Linked DNA regions of Sus scrofa: region 1 is linked to region 2. A link is a contact called in public HiChIP or PLAC-seq data. All regions are on one chromosome and are shown on one strand. The core of a region is the stretch at or near the end of the contact, and the rest is flanking DNA. Distances in the headings are between cores, read along the strand shown.

Evidence for each region. HiChIP or PLAC-seq counts read pairs in DNA pulled down with a chosen protein or histone mark.
Region 1: a contact with region 2 is called in an H3K27ac HiChIP or PLAC-seq map of alveolar macrophages. The contact joins two enhancer-like sites. A contact is called at or near these places in 2 of 2 datasets of contacts at active chromatin or transcription factors (alveolar macrophages and skeletal muscle).

The regions. Positions count from the first base shown.
Region 1 is chr13:10,556,523-10,562,747 of Sscrofa11.1, forward strand. LOC106507984 (a long non-coding RNA gene) reads left to right here. Exons shown (of 4, transcript XR_001304440.2): 1 at 1-500; 2 at 1,037-1,206; 3 at 1,722-1,912; 4 at 2,026-2,263. Among named protein-coding and RNA genes, the nearest start is that of NKIRAS1, 160 kb to the right of the region's middle. Within about 2 kb of position 3,894, at least 1 of the 83 cell types and tissues checked has an H3K27ac peak or open chromatin away from gene starts, as enhancers often do. A contact at or near this core is called in alveolar macrophages, where this site is marked.
Region 2 is chr13:10,306,405-10,311,782 of Sscrofa11.1, forward strand. All of the region lies in intron 3 of UBE2E2 (UB2E2), which reads left to right. Among named protein-coding and RNA genes, the nearest start is that of UBE2E2, 310 kb to the left of the region's middle. Within about 2 kb of position 1,662, at least 1 of the 83 cell types and tissues checked has an H3K27ac peak or open chromatin away from gene starts, as enhancers often do. A contact at or near this core is called in alveolar macrophages, where this site is marked.

The DNA.
Region 1 (6,225 bases), core at 2,644-5,143, 250 kb after region 2:
GAAGACACAGGGCTGGGGGAAGGGGCCAGGAGGTAGAAGGAAGAATTGTTCTTGTTGACACAAGCAGAGAAAGAATGGAAGAAAAGCAAAGGACCCCCCCAAAAAAACCACCAGCCCCAATCTGGACTTTGGGCGGGAGGGAAGAGTGCTTGGGAGGACCTCCCGTTCAACACAGGAAGTGAGACCCAGAAAAGCATCAGGACTAGGGCAGGTCTGCCCACACATGGCAAGGGCAGAGCCAGCAACCAAACCAGGTCTGGACTCCTCCCTCTAGCATGCCTTCCAAAGCTTAACATCACACACCCCAGGTTGGACAAACACTGAGCTGTTAAGCAGCTAATACATATGCCTGATGCAGAAGCCACAGCTCAGGTGAAAATCGTGAACCTACAGGGGAGGGATCTCCTTCAAGACAGTTTGGGTGGTTGTCAGGTCATCCGCCTGCCCTCCAGGGCCACTGCAAATGGTGTCTTGCTGTCTAAGAGAGTCCCGCAGAGGAGGTGAGTGGGCTAATATCCAGCTTTATCTTCTTATCTCACATGTGTCCTGGGTCTGGAGCTGTTTTCTGCCCAGAGGAAGGTGGGTGCCATCTGCCCCCAAAAAGTGGGCACACAAGGCTGCATTCGCCAGGAGGGGGTGCCTATCTACAGTTCACAAGGGTCCCACTGGGCTGGCTACAGCATCCCACAATCGTTCTCCCTTCTTCTGAAGCTAAAACGCCTTTTTCTTTGGGGGAACCAAGCCCAACCCAACCTCAGTCCTACAGCTCCGTGGAGCTGACTCCCTTCCCATTTCCAGGAATGGACTGATTATCTCAACTGTAATCAGTTTAAGGATAGTCACCTGACTTCAAGAGCATTCATTCCAGAATTATTATTGGAACTGTTGGTACTGAGGCAACCCATTCCTAGGAGTTGTTCATCTTGGGTGGGGCAGGGGCGGGGTGGGAGGGGCGGTGGAGGAAAAGAGGATGGCATTGTTTGAAGGCTTGGAATCCACTGTGTCTGACCAGAGCCCACCGTTTTACATTTCCCAGGTATATGAACCAATTCTCTCTTTGGCTTAGGCTGGGTTGTACTGAGTTCTCTCCCTTGCGACCCAAAGAGCCCTAACTGCTGCAGTGACTTAGAGTTTTATCTTATATGAAAGATCCTGTAGGCTTCTCTACCGGATTGGTCAAGAGAGCTTTCCAAACCTGAACCAAAGGTAATAAGCCATCCCCCTCCCCCAGGGCTTGTTAGAAAGACTGGCTAGTGGGACTGGCATTAGCACACACCTGGGATGTCAACACTTTCTGTCTCCTGGTTCTGGTGGACGCCCAAGCACTTATCTCTCATGTCAGTAACAGGACTGTCAAGCAAAGACCTGCATTCTAAATTCCATTTAAGCTCTTTCTGCAGAGCTGGGTAACCAAAGGAGACAGCCATGGAAAATATATGACTTTCATTATTATGACATGGAAAGCAGAGCTGCCTAATTGCTTTTGTCCACTGGTGTATAAAGATTGAGACCAGATGTGTTGAAAAAAAAAAAAGGGAAAAGAAAGAAAGAAAAAGGCTCGTGTTGGTCGTTGCTTTGAACAAAGCAGTCTGATTTCCTCTCTCTCTCTTTCTCCTCCCCCTACCCCCCTGTCTCCCCCCTCCTCTCTAGGGGGAGGACCATAGGAAAGTCTTTTAACTGCTTGTAAGTTTTCATAACCTCGCTGATTTTGCTTTTCACAGAAGATAAAATTGTGAAATTGGCTTGAAAACTTTATTTTCGCCTCCCTCGATTCAAAGTGGAAGGGCTGGGCGGGAGTTAGCGGAGTGCTTCCTCCCAGGACAGCTGCGGGTCCCAGCGCAGATCGGACTCTCCTCCTCGGCGCCAGCTCAGCTCGGGAATGAAGTCTTCACGTGGAGATCCACGGGAATGGGTGAGAGAATGGTCGTCTTTAAATAGAACCGCCCAGAGCCCGGCTTCTGTGTTTCATTTTCCAGAAGAGCCCTTCAATCTGCTTCAACGTTTTTTTTTTCTTTACCTCTCCAGTTATTTTTAGCACCCCCAGCCACAGAGCCCAGCAGGCCCGCAGAGGCCCTAATGACGTACCCAGTTGGACAAGTGGAGATCACATCTCCTTCGGCAAAGATACATTTGAAGCATTAAAAAAAAAAAAAAAAAAGGTAGATCGGAGAGGGGGGGTGAGGTGAGACGCGGGCTGCATGGCCCTGATGCTTCTGTGCCCAGCCAGGGCTGCCCACTAGAAATACAATTCATTGAAAGATTACCTCATTATTTTCAAAATTAATCATTTTCCTAAAAATTAAGAGAGAGAGAGAGTGTGTGTGTGTGTGTGTGTGTCTGGGGATGCTGATTATTGGGAAAAGACAAATCTGCCTCAGTGTCATTTCCGGGAAGGAAGGGAAGACAGATTCTTTTTTTTTTTTTTTTTTTTTTTTGTCTTTTGTCTTTTTGTTGTTGTTGTTTTTGTTTTGTCTTTTTGCTATTTCTTGGGCCGCCCCTGCGGCATATGGAGGTTCCCAGGCAGGGGTTGAATTGGAGCTGTAGCCACTGGCCTACACCAGAGCCACAGCAACGCGGGATCCGAGCCGCGTCTGCAACCTACACCACAGTTCACGGCAACGCCGGATCGTTAACCCACTGAGCAAGGGCAGGGACCGAACCCGCAACCTCACGGTTCCTAGTCGGATTTGTTAACCACTGCGCCACGACGGGAACTCCCGGGAGACAGATTCTAACACAAAACCTCAAAGGGGTTCCCCCAGCCCGTCCCTCTCCTGGTGCAGGACCTGCTTCCCATCCCTGGTCTGACGCTGTGTCGCTGCCGCATCTCCAAATACCTACAGAGATCTCGTCGCTCCTTTGGGGTCCTTTCTATGCTCTGTTAGAGCCCCCCTCTGTTAATCCCTGGCTGGGGGATGATAATAACGGTAATTAATTTCCCTCACATATTTTATAGGCAACAAGCCCTCAGTGATAATACCAGAAAAGAAAAAGGAAAAAAAATTAATAGGACCGTGTGAGAGAACCTGAGATTCTACATGCTTCCACCGGCGCAGGCCACGCCCCCTTCTCCCGCCCAGCCCCGCCCTCTCCCAGGTCATTGCTCCCATCCTCACGTGCCTTGTTATTCCAAATCAGAGCTCCACAAAATTCAGACCTCTTTCCTAATACATGCCCTTGGCTTTAAATTAATTCCAAGCTGGTTTCCAAAGGGAGTGACTTGTATGACATTAATGAGAACAGCCGTTACAGAGAGGTTGCCCTGGAGAAGGCTGTGGACTCATTCTGGGGCTGTACTTGGGAGCCAGGAGACCTTGGGCAAGTAATTTAGCTGCTAGAAGCCTTGACGTCCTTGATGGCTCCATGGGGGTGGCAGGGGCAGCAGAGCTGGGGCCTCCTTTGCAGCATTGTTAGGAAGCTCAAATGAGAAATGAGAGTGGGTCACTAAGAGGGATTGCCATTGTGATTGCATCATTGCCCCCCTTGTAACATGAACCCCTGGGATTCAGGCTGACATCTCCCCAAAAGCGTGACTCCCTCATAAAAAGGAATTTGACGACTTCAAAAAGTGGAGCACAGGAATTCCCACTGTGACTCAGCAGCTTAAGAACCTGACACAGTGTCCGTGAGGACACGGGTTTGATCCCTGGCCTTGCTCAGTGGGTTAAGGACCCAGTGTTGCCTCAGGCTGTGGTGTAGGTTGCAGATGTGGCTGGGATCCCGCATGGCTGTGGCTGTGGCTGTGACGTAGGCCAGCAGCTGCAGCTCTGATTCAACTCCTAGCCTGGGAACTTCCATATGCCACGGGTGTGTCCCTAAAAAGAAAAAAAAAAAAAGTGAAGCATAGTCTTAGGTACAAGTGGAACCCAGGATTTCACCACATTCTCCTCCCAGGGCCTGTGCAAGAGCTGTTTGCTCAAATCTCCTCCTCAAAGGAGACATTCCCGAGTCACACCATGGAGGCCTGAAGGAGCAGGCCTGGGGGCCTTGTTCTGAGTCATGTGGTTCTGCTGCTCCCTGCCCCCTTAGAACTTCAGGGACTGGACCAGGGGAAGACAATCTGACCTGGGGCCACCTGTCCCAGGCTGGCCAGCACTTTTCCACACTCGGGAGTTTGAGTGGGGAAACTGGAAGGCACAGGCTGCAGCTATGGGATCCAGAGCTGACGGTCTGGAAGAGGAGGTGAGAGAGGAGGAGATGGTGGTAAGCCAGAGCATCTGGGGGTAGAAGATGGAGCAGACCTGTCCTTGGTCTCCTTTCCTGTCCACGGGTCCCTGGCCACGAACTACTTTTCTCTTGGTGTCGGAAACTCGAGGGACACTCCACACCTAGTGCAGTGGGCTGACTTGTGGATGCAAGAAAAACATGTTCAGAGTTCCACCGTGGTTCAGTGGAAATGAGCTAGTATCTACAAGGATTCAGGTTCAATCCCTGGCCCATCCATGAGAACGAAGGTTCGATCCCTGGCCTTTCTCAGTGGATTAAGGATCTGGCATTGCCATGAGCTTCGGTGTAGGTCGCAGACATGGCTCAGATCTGGTGTTGGTGTGGCTGTGGCTGTGGCCAGCAGCTGTAGCTCTGATTCAACCCCTAGCCTGGGAACTTTCATACACCACAGGGGTACACCATGTTCATGTCTTAATGCCTGGAAACTGTGAATACGGCCTTATGTGGAAAAAGGGTCTCTGGGGGTGTAATGAAGTTAAGGACCTTGCAATGACATCATCTTGGATTGTCTAGGTGGACACTAAATCCAATGACAAGTGTCTCTACAGGAGACAGGAAAGGAGACACAGACATGGGGAGGCAGACATGTGAGGACAGAGGTGGAAACTGGACTCAGGGATCGCCTGGATCCCACCTCCCCCTCCCCTCCCCACACCCCCAAAGATGGGTGAGGCCAAGGAGGATGACCCCAGAGCCCCTGGCGGTGGGGCAAACCTGCCTACCCTTCCATTTCTGGCCTCTAGAATGGCGAGAACACTCTTCCATTGTTCTAAGCCACTAAGATCTTGGCAATTTGGTTTTTTTGTTTTGTCTTTTTAGGGCTGCACCTGTGGCATATGAAGGTCCCCAGGCTAGGGGTTGAATCGGAGCCAGCCTATTCCACAGCCACAGCAACGCCAGATCCAATCCTCGTCTGCAACCTACACCACAGCTCACGGCAAAGCCAGATTCTTAACCCACTGAGTGAGGCCAGGGATCCAAACTTCGTTCTCATGGATGCTAGTCAGATTTGTTTCTGCTGAGCCACAACAGGAACTCCAAAGTTTGTGGGAATTTGCCTTTTTTTTTTTTTTTTTTTTTTTTGCCGTTTCTTGGGCCGAGGCATATGGAAGTTCCCGGGCCAGGGGTTGAATCAGAGCTGTAGCCACCGACCTACGCCAGAGCCACAGCAACTCGGGATCCAAGCCACATCTGCAACCTACACCACAGCTCACAGCAACGCCAGATCCTTAACCCACTGAGCAAGGCCAGGGATCGAACCCGAAACCTCATGGTTCCTAGTCGGATTCATTAACCACTGAGCCACGATGGGAACTCCCAGTTTGTGGGAATTTGTAGCAGAAGTCCCAAGAAACTAATCCACCTTGTGAACCAAAATGGCCTGACTACAACAATACATCAAAATTCAGGGAAAGTTTCTCTTTGAGGAGTTAGGCCTACTCTAAACACCTCCTTATGGTTCATCCCTAAATAGTGTTTACTGCTGCAGGGGCAAGAAAATACTAACAGAAGAGTTCCCTGGTGGCTCAGCAATGTAAGGATATGATGTCACCGTTGTAGCTCGGGTTCAGTCCCTGGCCCAGAAATGCAGAAAAAAGAAAGGAAGGAAGGAGGGAGGAAGGGTGCGAAAGGGAGAAAGGAAGGAAGAAAGAAAGAAAAGGAAGCAAGCAAGAAAGAAAGTAAACTGTAGCAGAAATGGCTACCATTAACTGAGCACATACTATGTAATGGGAAATTTAATGTGTTTTATCCTTAACCCTCAGAGAAAATCTTTTGCTTTAACTCTCCCTTAATGTCATTCCCACTTCACAGTTAAGAAGACAGAGGTTTAGGAGTTCCTGTCGTGGCGCAGTGGTTAACGAATCCGACTAGGAACCATGAGGTCGCGGGTTCGGTCCTTGGCCTTGCTCAGTGGGTTAACAATCCGGCGTTGCCGCGAGCTGTGGTGTAGGTTGCAGACGCGGCTCGGATCCTGCGTTGCTGTGGCTCTGGCGTAGG
Region 2 (5,378 bases), core at 412-2,911:
CTTTGAACGGATAGTGATTTGTCACTGCCCTGTGTAAAAACTCTCAGTGCCTTCGCTCTGCACCTAGAGTAGAACTCACACTTCTCACACTGGTTCTCCCCTCTGGCCTCACCTCCTGCAACGTCCCCTTTTGTCCCTCAGATGTGCTGATCCCTTGTCCTGGGATCATTTTCAGCCAGTTCTCCCAATCAGCCGCAACTTTGTTGCTCTTCAGTTCTCACCTTTAGTGTCACCTGCTGAGAGGTGCACTGCTTGACCACCATCTATAAATAGTTCCACTGTGGTGGTTTTCTGTAACATCAACCTGATAATCCTGGTCATGAAACTTTTCATAGTCTGACATACTTATTTGTTGGTTGATTTTTTTTCTTCTGCCTCCTCACTCTAGACTCTAAGCTCTATGAGAACAGAGACCTTTAGTACCTGGCAGACAGTAATTTTGATGAAGAAAATGAACATTCATTTTGCTTGTTGTAGCTTCAGCACTTGGGAAATCTGTGCTCTGTTGGTTTGTAATACTGAAATGACCAGTAAGAGTGTGTGCATATGTGTTTGTGCGCCCCTGTTCTTATTCTTTCCCACAGAATTAGGTACAATTGGAGGGTAGGATCTTCCATTTCTGAGAAGATGTCATCAGAGTATCTAGGAGACCCAGGAGACAGTGATACATTTCTTTTGAAACAGTGGAAGGTAGTACAGTTTATCTTAAATGCTTAAAATTAAGTGCTGCTGATATTGGTAGGTGACTTATTGGCAAGTAATTAATCCGTGTTAAAGAAAAAACTTGGAGTTCCCATTGTGGCGCAGTGGTTAACGAATACGACGAGGAACCATGAGGCTGCAGGTTCGATCCCTGGCCTTGCTCAGTGGGTTAATGACCCGGCGTTACCGTGAGCTGTGGTATAGGTTGCAGATGCGGCTTGGATCCCACGTTGCTATGGCTCTGGCGTAGGCCAGCAGCTACAGCTCCGATGAGACCCCTAGCCTGGGAACCTCCATATGCTGCGAGAGCGGCCCAAGAAATGGCAAAAAGACAAAAAAAAAAAGAAAGAAAAAACTTGAGTTTTTGTTGCCATCTCGTATGAAGTATTATATTCTTGATTTTATAAAGTATCTGAGCTATGATTTATACAGACTGTCGGTTGACACAAATTACAAGCAAATAATTTGCATATTTAAATATAGGTTCGAATAATATTCAATACATAGATCAAATTTTGCAACCCAAGAAAACATTATAATCCAAAAACCAAGTATCTTTTCCTGTAGGTACCTACCTTCAGTATTGCACTATGACAGAGTCACTTCCCCTGAGCCATTTTCACAGCCTCAGACTTCAAAGTCACATCATGAAGACCAAATCGATGCATGTGCTTGTTTTCAAAGCCAGACTCAGGCAGAGAAAGTGTATAAACTTTGTCTTTGCTGCCACCTTGTCGTGTCTCAGAACTGTCACCTCTTATGTTATATTTAAATAGAAAATTCCTGGGGAAAAATTTATGTATAGTGGAATGGATAAATGTGCCGTGTTCATACAATGGAATATTGTGTAATAAGGAAATAAAAAAACAGAACAATAAACACTGTATGTGGAGGTCACAAACATGATATTGAAAGAAGGAAGACACAAAGGAGTATGTACCCTACGATTCCATTTATGTAAATTTAAAAACAGGAAGAACTCGTGGTACAGATGTGGGAGTCAGAATAAGGGTTGCATTTGGAGGGTGGTTATGACTGGTGACAAGCACAAGGGAGATTTCTGGGGTGCTGGCAGTATTCAGCATCTTGTTCTAGGTAGTGGATACTCAAGTATATTCACTTTGTAAAAATTCATCAGGCTGTGCACTAGTGATCTGTGTGCTTCTCTTTATGTATGTTTTATTTTTTAAGAGTTTCCATTCACAAAGCCCCATATCATCACGTTTAAGCCAAGTGTCCTCCATCTTGTGGAAATGATGGCTTTGTCCCTAACTATAGATCTTTTTTTTCCTCTATTAAATTTGTATTGTTTAACTATAGTTTGACATGTTTAGACCTTTGGAATTTTTACTCCTGGCCCGTGTGTTCGTTTTTCTGTCCAACTTTATGCTATCCATAGCTTTGATAAGCATGGTTTTTATGTCTTCATTTAAGTCATTGACAAAATGCTGAAAAAAAAAAAAAAAAAAAAAAACAGGACTAATCACAAATCATCCTCCCAGAGAGCTTCTTTGTGCCTATTTAATTTATTTGATCATTTAGCAAGATCCGCTAACATATGCTTAACTGAGCCTGTTCCGCATCCACCAAACTGGATTAGTATCCAGACTGGAATCCTCTCTCTGGACCACAGGGACACACTAAAAGTGATATTTGCAGCAGCCCAGTTTGCTTTGGGAGCCTACTGATTACAATCTCCTTGGTCATGGATCGTTCCTCTCCACATAGATAAACATCAAATTTATGACTCCCAGGCTGCTGTGTTTGTTTTGGCCTGAGGCCAGTGGCTGTTGACAGTAGTAAAGAAGACTGCTAAGACTTGTGCTTGTGTGTGTGGAGCACTGTGGCCACCTCATTCCTCTATGGTTTCAATCATGCATTGAAAAGGAAAGGGAGTGGCCCAGGGCACAATTTGGTTTGGGTCTGTCCACAAGGAATCCCGTGGATCACCACATCATTTTAAGTCCTGACAAATTACCTGGTTAATAATCCTTTCTACAGGTTTGTTTAAAATGATGTCATTCTCCTTGTTAACAAAAGAAATAAAATGTAATATAATTGAATAGAGTTCAAAACCATGCCTTTGCTCTGCCCTCTGCTAACATTTCATTGTTATCTACACCAAAGAGTTCTTCTCTTCCTTAATTTGCCACATTTTTCCTTAGAGCCTTATTTTCTTCAGCTTTTTTTCTTTTGTTGGATATGTCTAAACCTATGAAATACTTTTTAAATTGGAGTTTGGTTGATTTACAATGATGTGTTAGTTTCAGGTGTACCGCAAAGTGGTTCAGATTATCTGTCTGTCTGTATGTCTATCTATATAATTTTTAGCTTCTTTTCCATTATGGTTTGTTACAGAATATTGAGTAGAGTTCCCTGTGCTATACAGCAGGTCCTTGTTGATTATCTATTTTATATATAGTAGTGTTTCTGTTAATCCCAAACTCCTAATTTATCCCTTCTAACCCCTCTTTCTCATTTGGTAACCATAATTTTATTTTCTATTTCTGTGAGTCTGTTTCTGTTTTGTAAATAAAATCATTTGTATTCTTTTTTAGATTCCACATATAAATGATATATTTTTTTTTCTCTGACCTTTTACTTCACTCCTTGTGATCATCTCTAGATCCATCCATGTTGCTGCAAATGGCATTATTTCATTCTTTTTATGGCTAAGTAATATTCTGTTGTATATTTGTGCCAAATCTTTATCCATTCATCTGTTGATGGACACGTAGGTTGCTTCCATGTCTTGGCTATTGTAAATAATAGTGCTGCCATGAACATTGGGGTGCACATGTCTTTTTGAGTTAGAGTTGTAATCTTTTTTGGATAATAAGTCCAGGAGTAGGATTGCTGAATCACATGATAATTCTATATTTAGTTTTTTAAGGAACTCTATACTGTTCTCCATAGTGATTGCACTAAGTTATATTCCCACCTACAGTGTAGGAGGGTTCCCTTTTCTTCACTCCTTCTCCAGAATTTGTTACTTGTAGACTTATTAATGATAGCCATTCTGACTGGTGTGAGGTGGTACCTCATTATGGTTTTGATTCGCATTTCTCTAATAATTAGTGATGTTGAGCATCTTTTTATGTGCCTGCTGGCCATTTGTATATCTTCTTTGGAGGAATATCTATGTAGATCGTGTGCCCATTTTTCAATTTCATTGTTTGTTTTTTTATTGTTGAGTTGTATGAGTTGTTTTTATATTTTGAAGATATAAGCCCTTGTCGGTTGCATTGTTTGCAACTATTTTCTCCCATCCTATAAGTTGTCTTTTTGTTTTGTTTATGGTTTCCTTTGCTGTGCAAAAGCTTATAAGTTTGATTAGGTCCCATTGGTTTATTTTTGTTTTTATATCAGTTGCCTTGGGAGATTGACCTAATAAAACATCGGTATCGTTTATGTCAGAGAATGTTTTCCCATGCCCTTCTAGGAGTTCTATGGTATCTTGCCTTATGTTTAAGTCTTTAAGCCATTTTGAGTTTATTTTTGTGCATGGTGTGAGAGTGTATTCTAGTTTTATTGATTTACATTCAACTGTCCAATTATCCCAGCACCACTTGCTGAGGAGACTGTCTTTTTCCAATTTTGTATTCTTCCCACCCTTGTCGAAGATTAATTACCTGTAGGTGTCTGCATTTATTTCTGGGCTCTGTATTCTGTTCCATTGATCCCTCTGTCATTTTAGTACCAGTACCACACTGTTTTGATTACTGTAACCTTGTAGTATTGTCTGAAGTCTGGAAGAGTTATGCCCCATGATCATCTCAAAAGATGCAGAAAAAGCATTTGACAAAATTCAACATCCATTCATGATAAAAAAACTCTTCCAAAGTGCGTATGGGGAGAACATATTTCAACATAATAAAAGCCATTTATGACAAACCCACAGCCAATGTAGACTCTATTCAAACTTCTTGTCCTGATAAACAAACTCAGCGAGGTAGCAGGATACAAGATTAACATTCAGAAATTGGTTGCACTGTTATATACTAACAAAGAAATATTAGAAAAGGAGTTCCCGTTGTGGCACAGCAGAAACAAATCCGACTAAGAACCATGAGGTTGCAGGTTCAATCCCTGGCCTTGCTCAGTGGGTTAAGGATCTGGCCTTGCTGTGAGGTGTGGTGTTGGTCGCAGACGCAGCTGCAGCTTGGATCTGGCATTGCTGTGGCTGTGGCATAGGCCAACAGCTGTAGCTCCTATTGGACCCCTAGCCTGGGAACCTCCATGTGCCTCGGGTGTGGCCCTAAAAAGCAAAAAAAAAAAAAAAAAAAAAAAGAAGAAGAAGAAGAAATATCAGAAAAGATATGTTTAAAAAAAAATGCCTTTTAAAGTCGCACCCCCCCAAAAAAAAATACCTAGGAATAAACCTGACCAAGGAGGTGAAAGACATAACACTGAGAACTATAAAACATTAATAAAGGATATTAAAGAGAATTCAAAAAAATGGAAAGGTATCCTATGCTCTTGGATTAGAAATGGCCAAAAAGCAGTCCAAAGCAGTCTGCAGATTTAATGTGATTCCTATCAATTTACCCATGACATTTTTCACAGAACTAGAATAATCCACAGATTTATATGGAACCATAAAAGACCCAGAATTGCCAAAGCAAACCTGTAATACATTCTTATTAATAAAAAAATATATATAAATTTTTATATAA